2 separate regions of the Xenopus tropicalis genome follow, and region 1 is linked to region 2. The links are chromatin contacts, called in public Hi-C maps. All regions are on one chromosome and are shown on one strand. Each heading gives the region's core, a stretch centred on a gene start, on an enhancer-like site or on the middle of the called end of the contact. The rest is flanking DNA. Distances are from core to core; before and after follow the strand shown. Region 1 overlaps tmbim1 (transmembrane BAX inhibitor motif containing 1). Region 2 holds the start of mcm6.2 (minichromosome maintenance complex component 6).

Region 1 (5,947 bases), core at 1,872-4,371, 39 kb before region 2:
GGAATACTGTTAATGGCATACTGTTATAATGGCATTTTTTGCCTCCAGTATGGCTGTCAGAAAGGGACAATAAACTGTCAGGTCCTCCTGGAAGGGCCTAATTCACACTAGAGGGGTGCAGTAATAATCAGTTGGGTAACAAGGCCAGGAGGTTCCAGGCTGCTCTAATTACATGTATTAATGCTGACTTTGTTATGAGCTAAGTGGGTATTTCTGCAGTTTGATTGGTGGTAAAGTTGAGAGGAAAGCAAACCGGTTGGGAATGAAAAGACTAATGTGCCCCTTGGGGAGTAATTATACGTGGATGTACAACTGTGTCACTGCTGGGGAGCTCACATGAAAAATAAAAGATGTCACCTAGAGGTAATTAGCAATAGTAAGGAGAATAGAGCCATTGTCTCTGCTCATCGGGGAATAATGGGAACAGTGCTGACACACTGTAGCTCCAGTGCTAAGACTGCTGGGTCTGAGTGCTGCTGGTTTGTGTTATGTCCTTGTAATTCCAAACTTTCCCCATTCCTGGAGACATACATTTTTTTTTCAACATTTGTATTCATTTACCCAGTTCCTGCAAATAGATATTTTTTGGCAGCAAATGTCCTGTTTTATATAAGGGGGGTCGTTCTATAGTAGGAACCATGAATAGAATTTGCCCTATTGCCCTATTTCAGGTTCCATGGCCTATATAATTTGTAGTAGTGTCTCTGAGGCAAACAATTGTAAATGTTACTTTGCCAGGGCTTGAAAACCTACATTATTTATGAATTGGAAACTGTAGGAATCCCTTGCTCTGTTGCCTGAGCACTGCCACATTTAATAGATCTAGTATTGAGTCACTGACTAGTTAAACTGGTATTTATATTTCATATGAAACATGAAGTTAAAAAAGAGGAAATCCTCCACTTATCTGTACATAATATTTACAAATAAATAGTTGTCAAATGGACTGTGGAGTTTTATTTTTTTTTTTTTAACACCATAAAGTGATATTGTAATGTATTTGCTATTATAAAGCACTAATGGAAAGTTGTTCTGCATGACACCCCTTATCCCTTTATAAACAGCATAATTTGATCACATTTAGTTAATGAGCTCTGTACAAACAATCCGCTCCCTTCCCTCAGCCGAAGCCTGTGTTGGGCTTTGAGATAAGGAGCAGCTTATTATACAGCTGTCTTATCTGTAGATTACAAATTTGTAACTAGTAATTTGTTACTACTCAAAGAGTGAATCGACAGAACAGGAAGTGAGGCAGGAAATTAGAAAGTGAAACTGGTTTCATCTCCCTCTTTAGTGCAAGAAATAACTATATATACTAAAACAATATAGTCCGTATATTCAGCACAAGCCCTATTGATTGAGTTCATATTGAAGAAGGGGGATATACTGCCCCTTTTAAATACTAAAACTATTGTATTCTACAGAGCATATCTATTATGTGCAATGCAAATGTGTGCCCTATTGAATGGCAGCCCCTATGGCTACACAGCAGCTTCTTTTCATAAACTATGTTTACATTTTTGAGGCAAATACCCAGTTTGTACCAGTGAAGAGTAACAGAGTACAGGTATGGGATCCCTTATCTGGAAACCCGTTATCCAGAAAGTTCCGAATTACGGAAAGGCCTTCTCCCATAGACCCATTATAAGCAAATAAATCTAATTTTTACAAATTATTTCCTTTTTCCCTGTAATAATAAAACAGTACCTGTACTTGATCCCAACTAAGATATAATTACCCCTTACTGGGGGCAGAACAGCCCTATTGGGTTTATTTAATGGTTAAATGATTCCCTTTTCTCTGTAATAATAAAACAGTACCTGTACTTGATCCCAACTAAGATATAATTACCCCTTATTGGGGGCAGAACAGCCCTATTGGGTTTATTTAATGGTTAAATGATTCCCTTTTCTCTGTAATAATAAAACAGTACCTGTACTTGATCCCAACTAAGATATAATTACCCCTTATTGGGGGCAGAACAGCCCTATTGGGTTTATTTAATGGTTAAATGATTCCCTTTTCTCTGTAATAATAAAACAGTACCTGTACTTGATCCCAACTAAGATATAATTACCCCTTATTGGGGCAGAACAGCCCTATTGGGTTTATTTAATGGTTAAATGATTCCCTTTTCTCTGTAATAATAAAACAGTACCTGTACTTGATCCCAACTAAGATATAATTGCCCCTTATTGGGGGCAGAACAGCCCTATTGGGTTTATTTAATGGTTAAATGATTCCCTTTTCTCTGTAATAATAAAACAGTACCTGTACTTGATCCCAACTAAGATATAATTACCCCTTATTGGGGGCAGAACAGCCCTATTGGGTTTATTTAATGGTTAAATGATTCCCTTTTCTCTGTAATAATAAAACAGTACCTGTACTTGATCCCAACTAAGATATAATTACCCCTTATTGGGGGCAGAACAGCCCTATTGGGTTTATTTAATGGTTAAATGATTCCCTTTTCTCTGTAATAATAAAACAGTACCTGTACTTGATCCCAACTAAGATATAATTAACCCTTATTGGGGGCAGAACAGCCCTATTGGGTTTATTTAATGGTTAAATGATTCCCTTTTCTCTGTAATAATAAAACAGTACCTGTACTTGATCCCAATTAAGATATAATTACCCCTTATTGGGGCAGAACAGCCCTATTGGGTTTATTTAATGGTTAAATGATTCCCTTTTCTCTGTAATAATAAAACAGTACCTGTACTTGATCCCAACTAAGATATAATTACCCCTTATTGGGGGCAGAACAGTCCTATTGGGTTTATTTAATGGTTAAATGATTCCCTTTTCTCTGTAATAATAAAACAGTATCTGTACTTGATCCCAACTAAGATATAATTACCCCTTATTGGGGGCAGAACAGTCCTATCTCAGTGTGTTCTCTCTGTCTCTGGTAGGTGGATTTTACGTCCTGCGCAGGGTTGTTTGCTGTTTTGGGAATCGTCATGTTCGTGACAGGAATCGTTACAGCCATCGTCTTGGCCTTTAAATATGTAAGTGAACCAAATGGCTTGGGCAAGGCCCTGAATGGAACAAGGGAGGGGAGGGCACACCCACTGCTGTGGGAAACACTGCATAACTCTGCTGTGGGAGCGGCTGATGTGTGACGGGAAGGGGTGTGTGGAGTCAGCTGAAGCAGAGAGAAGCAGAGAGCAGTGTGACTGTGGCTGTTGGATATGATGAGGGGGGAGCATAAGGGGGAACTGTCACAGCCATACAGGTTGCACCCAAACTGCGTTGGATAATTTAATCTCCACAAAAGGGTTTATTTGTCTTCTAGTTCTACACATATTAAATGGTTAGTTGGCTCCCTTCTCCTGACATTTTCCAACCCTAGTGAAAACAGTTCAGCCATGTTGGAAATTCAGGAATGATGGAAACAGCTCAGTCATGCCGACTCATGCTGGGACGTCCCTGACTGACATCAACTCCCTCAGATTATGGGTCACAACATTAATGGCTGCTTATTTCAGGAGGCTTTAGTCAGGGACTCTGTGAATAATGTGAGGTAAATTCTCCCCACAATTACCCAGGGAATAGGTTATTTAATGGAATCTGTCACTTTGGCATATGATGGTATATATGGGCACCTATTGGCATTACTGTTATGAAATATACAGAGGGTAATACTGCCAGAATCAAAAAGTCATTAAGCCTCTCAGCAAATTGAATAGGGCTGTTTTACAGGACAATAATCGTATATATTTCCCTGAAAAGAATAATTAGGCATGACGTTCCATATACTGAAATATGTGTGGAAAGCGATGCTGTTAGTCGCTACTGGAGAAAGCTGTATGTTTACTAACCCCCCCCCCCCAGCTTTGTGTAAGGTGCCAATAGTTATAATAAGGTCTGTCAGTTAGAGGAATGGCTTCCCATACTTGCAGGGTATCTGTGTATATAGACAGGAAGGCAGCTGCTCAAAACAGCCCTGTGTTTACAAGATAAATTACATGGAGCCCTGGAACAAAATGGTGTCTGTGATTCAAGACATTATCGCTGACACCTGGTGGCCACTCCATGTACTGCGGATAAATGGAAACATTGCACGTTCCTTCATTTAGAATTCCAAATAGCAATGTTACCACAATACAGGGACATATGTATATATTTTAAAAGTATATTTGTATTGATTAAATACACAAGTTAAATATGCAATTCTTAAAATGAATGTTTCTTATGGGGCATCATGTGGGGAAGAAGCAGTCACTGCAATGTGTTTGTGTTCTAGGTGTACTGGCTACACATGCTGTATGCTGCACTCGGAGCAATCGTCTTCACTCTGGTTAGTACTGTCAGCCATTTTGTGTGTGGGGAGAAGGGGGTTGTGAATAATTCATACTTGTACATATGATATTCCTAATCCATGTAAGACTTGGGTCTTCAAGTTAAAGGATAAAATGTGTCTTCAGTATGTTCCACATCCTAGGATGTTTATCAGTAATATATCTAATATATAATGTACCCCCCACTATGAAGTATCAGGATTTTAAAAGTCACTGAGGGGTTCTGTGCCCATATAAAGGCACAAGGCTGCAGGCTGAGTTATACAGGGAACTCTGAGTATCACTCATGTATTATAAGGGATAATGTACCCCCTACTGTAAATGATAAGGATATTAGCAGTCACTGAGGGGTTCTGTGCCCATATAAAGGCACAAGGCTGCAGGCTGAGTTATACAGGGAACTCTGAGTATCACTCATGTATTATAAGGGATAATGTACCCCCTACTGTAAATGATAAGGATATAAGAAGTCACTGAGGGGTTCTGTGCCCATATAAAGGCACAAGGCTGCAGGCTGAGTTATACAGGGAACTCTGAGTATCACTCATGTATTATAAGGGATAATGTACCCCCTACTGTAAATGATAAGGATATTAGCAGTCACTGAGGGGTTCTGTGCCCATATAAAGGCACAAGGCTGCAGGCTGAGTTATACAGGGAACTCTGAGTATCACTTATAAGGGACAATGTACCCCCTACTTGCAAATTATAAGGATTCTTCGTATGCCACTAGGAAATATTCTCTGATTTCCTGTTTGTCTTCTTTTCCAACAGTTCCTTGCGTTTGACACTCAGCTGGTGATTGGAAACCGGAAGCACACTATCAACCCCGAGGAGTATGTCTATGGCGCCCTTAAGATTTACACCGACATTGTGTACATCTTCCTGAACCTGCTGCAGATTATCGGCAGCCGGACGTAAACACGAGCAAATTCCTTGGGAATGATAACACCCCCCTCCCTCCTCCTGTCTCTCTTATGGATAATGCCTCCCCCTTTACCTCTAGTCTAACTTTGCCTTAGCTGAGGGATCTGACATCTTCAGAGGTACCCCCATTTGTCTGGGGGTCCCAGCTCCTGTGCTGTCTTTTCCAGCTCCTTTTCTCCATTCACCCCTCCATTTCTATACCAGGGGTCACACCATTTTCATTATTTTCCATGTGGAATTATTTCCCTTTCTTATGTATCTGAGGCAGGCACAGAGCATGCTGGGAGATGTAGTTACTGTTAACATAATTGCAACTCTATTCTGTGATGCCACAAATGTATTTTCAGAACATTCCAAATGCATTTTAGTTGCCAGCTCAGTTAAACCGGCCGGAATAGTGGTTCCCTAACAGTGGCACTAATGCCATAATAACCCATAATCCCTTGCCCCCTGCTTGATTATTGCCCATATAGAGAGGCATCTTCTGTAAAGAGTCTGCAGGTCCCTCTTGCTTATTGTGCCCAAACAACATAAAGGGGAAGTTTAATTTTCTTTATTTTAGTTCATTGTTGTTGCAGAAGGGAGCAGTCTAAGCAACGTTGCAGATGGTCTTTGTTTTTAAATATTGTGTTGTTTTTTTTTAGTTATTTGCTTTTCTATTCTGGCTGTTTTCAAAGTGAAGCTTAGGCTGCTGTGCTGTTGCAATGGTC
Region 2 (6,236 bases), core at 1,219-3,718:
CTTTTGGGCAGGGTCCTCTTTACCTCTTAATGTATACATTAATGTACTGTACAGGGTTATGGAATATGTTTATAAATGTTTTAATAATAACAAAGATAGTCAACTAGAGGCCTCCCACTTTGTAACCCCCTCCCTCTTTATTCTAATTAAAATGTATCCTGACTCTTACTTATGTCGAGTGGGCAGATCCTGGAAGGCAACGTAGAATTCCTTGTTCTGTGGAACGTTTCCATGATCGCGGGCAAAGGCTTTCACTGCTCGACAGAGGTACGGATACACCCTAAAGGGAAGGAAAAGACAATCACCATGTTTAATACCAGTATAAAAGATGGACGCCCAGAGATGGAACCCGGGCTGAGGGGGTGGTTCCTCGGGTTCATACAGGAGGGATAATATCTGTTCTCACCTGTAGAACTCCTCCTGGATGGTTGTAGCGAGCTGCTGGTTAAACTGCTCCAAGTCGATGAAGCTGACGAGCAGCGTGTTCCTCTCCGGCCTGATGAGTTCCTCTGCGTCACTCTGGTACTTCAGCTCCCCGTCGCTACCCCGGAATCTACAGGCAAGTGAGGCCAGTTGTTAGAAATGTATACAAACAAGTGATCATTTTGTATTAACAAAATTAAATTACTTTGTCCAACAGCACCGTGTTTGCTTTGTATCTGTTCCATAACTGGAATCACTTGTGCCTAAAGCAGAGCACAGAGGCCTGGGTAACATCACCTTATACACAGCCTGTACTCCATATTTATTTTGTATCTGATGCAGAAGCCCAACAACCTTCTGTAAGCAGTTCTATGTGGCGAGAGGGAAGCAGGGACAGACCCACAGCTCCGGGCATTGTAATAAAGTGGACAAACCTCCTCCAAGAAGTGGAGATTGCTTTTACTCACCCAGCAAGGGAATTATACTAGGGGTGCTGAGCATTTTGGGGAAAACAAGTTGATATAGATAGGGTGAATGTCTAATAAACCCAGTGCAAGCAGACTAGGCTGGAAGGGCTATCAGCACTTATAAACTAAACCCTACTCAGGAAGCAATGCAGCCAGCACATTACTACCTCAGTCTGTGTTTACTAAAGGGGGGCAACAACCTACAAACATAACCCCACCCAAAGGTGTTAGTAAGTGTGTTACTATTGTCACCTGTCACTTTACACACCTACATTAACTCTAACACCATGCTAGTTACCCTGACCTTATGTCTCACCCCTCCCTTTTAGAATGTAAGCTCTTGTGAGCAGGGCCCTCCCCCTAGTGCCTCAGATGCTCATCCAATGTAACTGCAAACCATTTTTGTGAATAGTTTATATGTACATGTTAACTGTTATGTCTTTTGTACCCCTCTGTTGTGTAAAGCTCTGCACAAATTGATGGCACTATATAAATAATAATGTGTATGTCCCCAAAATCTATTACACTTCCCTGCAAAGGCTGAATTTAAGCAACCCGATGGCTTCCAGAAATTATTTTACATGTAACTAAACATTGCTTTGTGACAGTGTCTGTTTTCATATTGTCCTTACTCTTGTTACACTGAACAGGCACTTCCAGATTCAGACTCACAGGGAAACAGATCCAAAGTGAGATCCAAATACCAAGAGGCCCAATAAGTACTGGCGGCCTGTAGGGACCTTATATACCTAATAGCAGCCCCCAGGGCATTGGCCAGAATACAGCCTAGGCCTGCAAGTGCTTTATATGTAAGTTAGGGCTGGAGGAGGGACAAATCAGGTGACAGGGAGACTGCACATAGGGACAAGGGCAGGATGTATAAGGCACAGTAGAAAGAAAGCAGACAGGTAGAAAGCCTTTATTAGCAGAATACATATGATATATTGTATATTTAAAGAAAGAATTATACACAGTACTGTGCAGGTTACACAGACTCACTATACAACTTACAGACACCAACTCCCAGCATCCTCTCTGGCACTGCAGCCTTACAAGGAATACCCTGTGCCGCACAGACTGCTGGGTACAAGATGCAGACTGAATGCAGCCGGGGGCACAACATGGGAGACAGGAATGCCCCCCCAGTCACCCACCTCTATATACCCCGGGCATTATACACATCTGGGCCCCAAATACCCCAGGGCAATGCCTACCTACCCCAGGGCAATACCTACCTACCCCAGGGCAATGCCTACCTACCCCAGGGCAATGCCTAGAGTTATAGTACAACAAGTGGGGGGGGGGCAGTACATACCTAACCTACTTACTGACAGCCCCCCGGCCCTACCCTTTAACCTGCCCCCCTAGACACTTATATTAACTCTACCGCCGCCGCTGGTTCCCCGGTCCCCGCACTCACTCCTCCAGGAAGTCCTGGAACAGCTTCTGGCACTTCTCAGACACCTCATCCTTAACCGTTTGGGTTCCGGCTGCCGCGGCGGCGCTCTGGGAAGGATCTACCAGGTCCATGTTGCTCTCACCGATAAGAACACTGCAGCCGCTCACTCACAATGCCGGATTTTCCCCGCGAACTAAGATCACGTGTTCCCGTTTCGCGCCAGTGGTTAACCAATGCCGTAGCGGCGCTCTGCATTTTCGCGCCACACTGCCACCAATCGGACTGCGTCCTGTACAAGAGGGGCGGGAACTGGAGGGTTTCACAGGATGCGAGGAATGGTAAACTTCAATACGCAGCGCCACCCAGTGGCGAGAATGATATTATATTTCTATGTTGTGCTGCAGCCCCATGTGAAAATCCTGAGGCAAATTGTATGGGAGGAGGCGGGGCTTCTGTGGAGCTGAGGTGTTGGCCAACCTTTCTTTAACCAGTCAGGTTGGGAGGCGGATTGTATTGCATATTGCATGGCTATACAGAAATCAGTGCAGTCTGCAGCGTACAACTTAGTGATTTTACTATTACTACACGAAGTTTTGTGTTTAATATATAATCAGAAGGTATAAAGCAGTAGCCTAAAATGGCCGGGCTATGAGTGGCTCTGGGAGTGTGGGAAAGGGATTGGCACCTCTTACTTACCCTTTAACAATATGACAATTAACAAATATGTACAAATACTTACATGTACCCTGTAAATACTGGGGATACCCTGATCTATTTACCCCAGGGAAGCTGCCAATTGAAAGGGGCGGTTCACTTTTACCATGTTATAGAATGGCCAATTCTAAGCAACTTTTCAATTGGTCTTCATTATTTATTTGTTAGAGTTTTTTTTAATTATTTGCCGCCATCTAACTTTTTACATTATTGAAACAGGGGCCAAAAAACCTATTGCTCCTCAAGGCTACAGTTTTATTGTTATTGTTACTTTTTGTAGCTTTCTTTTCTATTTAGGCCCGTGCCTATACATATACCATTCTCTCATCCAAACCGCTCCTTGGTTGCTAAGCTAACTTGGACCCTAGCAACCAGCCACTGAAACTCCAAGATGCAGAGCTCCTGAACAAAAAGTGAAATAACTAAAAAAAACTACAAATAATAAAAAACGAAGACCAATCGCAAATTGTCTCTATCCTACTAAAAAGTAACTCAGCAGATTTTACTCCGTACCTTTACTTACACTTTGTAGGGATTCTGTGCCCAAGTTGTGTATTCTGTACAGCTCATTGGCACACATGGCACTGAAGGATGAATAGGGGTGTTTATGCCATTATGGGATACTGGGAAAGGGGTGACTGGTTCAGCAATATATACAATTGCCCTTACTGGTAATACTGGGGCTTTTAGAAGCAGCCAAAAGCACCATGAAGCAGAAAGGGGCCAGTTTGTGTCTTTTATTGTTACAGAGACCCAGCGCTTCTCACTTACCCAGTGGCCAGGCCCACAGTACCGACAGCGGCACTAATAAGCCCAATATATAAATATATGTGCCCAATATACAGTATTTATGTCTGTTCCACTCCATGGAGCTGTAAGTAAATCTCAGTGAATCAGAGCTGCTGCCCAACCCATTAGTCTGATACGTCTGCCCAACACTGTCACTAACCCAACCAAATGTAGCACAACTTAGCCAACAGGGGGATCTCTCCCTACTATACCTGCTATCCCACAGCCCCAGTCCCTTCCCAGAGGCTATTATCCCCCCACTGCTACTATAGGCACCATCCCTCCCTACTATACCTGCTATCCCACAGCCCCAGTCCCTTCCCAGAGGCTATTATCCCACTGCTACTATACGCACCATCTCTCCCTACTATACCTGCTATCCCACAGCCCCAGTCCCTTCCCAGAGGCTATTATCCCACTGCTACTATAGGCACCATCTCTCCCTACTATACCTGCTATCCCACAGCCCCAGTCCCTTCCCAGAGGCTATTATCCCCCCACTGCTACTATAGGCACCATCTCACCCTACTATACCTGCTATCCCACAGCCCCAGTCCCTTCCCAGAGGCTATTATCCCCCCACTGCTACTATAGGCACCATCTCTCCCTACTATACCTGCTATCCCACAGCCCCAGTCCCTTCCCAGAGGCTATTATCCCCCCCACTGCTACTATAGGCACCATCTCTCCCTACTATACCTGCTATCCCACAGCCCCAGTCCCTTCCCAGAGGCTATTATCCCCCCACTGCTACTATAGGTACCATCTCTCCCTACTATACCTGCTATCCCACAGCCCCAGTCCCTTCCCAGAGGCTATTATCCCCCCACTGCTACTATAGGCACCATCTCTCCCTACTATACCTGCTATCCCACAGCCCCAGTCCCTTCCCAGAGGCTATTACCCCCCCACTGCTACTATAGGCACCATCTCTCCCTACTACCTGCTATACCACAGGCATATTTATTTATATTAGATCTTTGCTTTTGTTTTCCAACTTGTAGGCGACCATTAAAATCTAATTGGTTGCTAGGGGCTTACACACTATAATAAATATGCCCCAATGTGTAAATGTTGATCCCACCCGTATCGATGCGACGCTCAGAGATCAGCAATTTGCAGGACATTGAAAGTAACCAACATGAAACATCTGTGATTTTAGCAATTGCAAGTAAGATGGGGTCTCCCCAGGGTGCAAGATCCCCCCACTGAGCTTCTGAAGGAAGACCAATCGCAGGCTGCACGGTAGAAGACTAACCTTTATTCAGTGCATTAATACAACTAAGACGCACTCCCCGGCAGTCTATGCTCCCATTAGTCAATCACAGTGTTATTATTAATTAGCAGCCGAGCTGTAGAACAGTGATTATAAAGTTAACCTATTAAATGCCGCTTATAAAAAAGACATTAATCAATTTGATTGTGGAAACATGTTAATCTGTGTTGCTAGGGGGGATGTTAGGGGACAACAGAGCGTCCTTAGTCACATGGCACTGTAAGGCAACGGAGAGTGCAGCATATTTCTGTTTCTGGCCGGTAGCCTCTGACTCCTATTGGGCCCCGTAGGTTTCTCAGGGGGTCAGTCGCTTGGGGTCACGTGGGAACATGGAGGTCTGACGGACGTTGTGCAGCCCTAAGTACAGCATGGTGACACGCTCCAGACCTGTAACACAAGCAAACGTGCTCAGTATTTGCCTTGCAACGGCGACATCTACTGGTAAAGGATAGAATAAAACAATAATAACAAATATATAAACTGCTAAGACTATGGGCAGATATATTATATATATCAAATAATAATATATCAAAATAAATAATGCTTACTGTCAGTTTGGTATAGCTTAAATACCATTCTGTGCGGAGGGGTGTTAGAGCTCAGTGACGGCGCTGAACTCTAACACCCCTCTAAATGGCGGGGATTCACTGCACATTGCAAGGAGAGGCTTAGGAACTTGAACAGTGTTACTGCTGGGTAAAAAGTCCAGTGTAATATAAAGCTGGGGGTAAAGTACCTATGCCACCGCCGGCGTGGGGAGGGGCCCCGAAGCGGAAGGAGTCGATGTAGGCCTTGATTTTCTCCAAGTCTGTGAAAAGAAAAGACACACAATGAGAGATACAAGTTAAAATAAAGGCTCACAAGTGGCCATTTTTATTTCTTCCAATTTTTAAAACATTATTTACCCTTTTTCCACTTTCTGATGGGGGGGTCACCGACCCTGACAACCAGAAACCTACTGCTCTGTGAGGCTACAAATGAATTATGTTTTATTCCTTATCTTTCTATCAGCTCCTCTCCTACCCACCTTCCTCTCTCTCTCACCCCACTGAGAGCGCCGGACAAGCAGCTAAATAATTCAAACCCCAAGGTACCAGGGCAGGTAAAGGGCAAGTAAAAGCTGCAGTAGTGGGGCTGCCCACCATCGTATCATTGCGCCATTTATACG

The links. A called contact is a pair of places that touch in the nucleus more often than the background predicts.
Region 1: a contact with region 2 is called in a Hi-C map of liver, with 2.5 times the contacts expected there. The contact joins the enhancer-like site here to the promoter of mcm6.2 in region 2. A contact is called at or near these places in 3 of 5 Hi-C or Micro-C datasets (brain, liver and neurula embryo).

The regions. Positions count from the first base shown.
Region 1 is chr9:82,117,880-82,123,826 of UCB_Xtro_10.0, reverse strand. It overlaps tmbim1 (transmembrane BAX inhibitor motif containing 1), which reads left to right. Exons shown (of 12, transcript NM_001030497.2): 10 at 2,922-3,017; 11 at 4,256-4,309; 12 at 5,085-5,358. The coding sequence ends at 5,231. Among named protein-coding and RNA genes, the nearest start is that of tmbim1, 17 kb to the left of the region's middle. Within about 2 kb of position 3,121, at least 7 of the 11 cell types and tissues checked have an H3K27ac peak or open chromatin away from gene starts, as enhancers often do. A contact at or near this core is called in liver and neurula embryo, where this site is marked.
Region 2 is chr9:82,077,554-82,083,789 of UCB_Xtro_10.0, reverse strand. It overlaps mcm6.2 (minichromosome maintenance complex component 6), which reads right to left and starts at 2,468. Exons shown (of 17, transcript NM_204062.1): 1 at 2,311-2,468; 2 at 407-553; 3 at 170-280. The coding sequence starts at 2,420. dars1 (aspartyl-tRNA synthetase 1) reads right to left here. Exons shown (of 18, transcript NM_203975.1): 17 at 5,805-5,876; 18 at 5,037-5,455. The coding sequence ends at 5,364.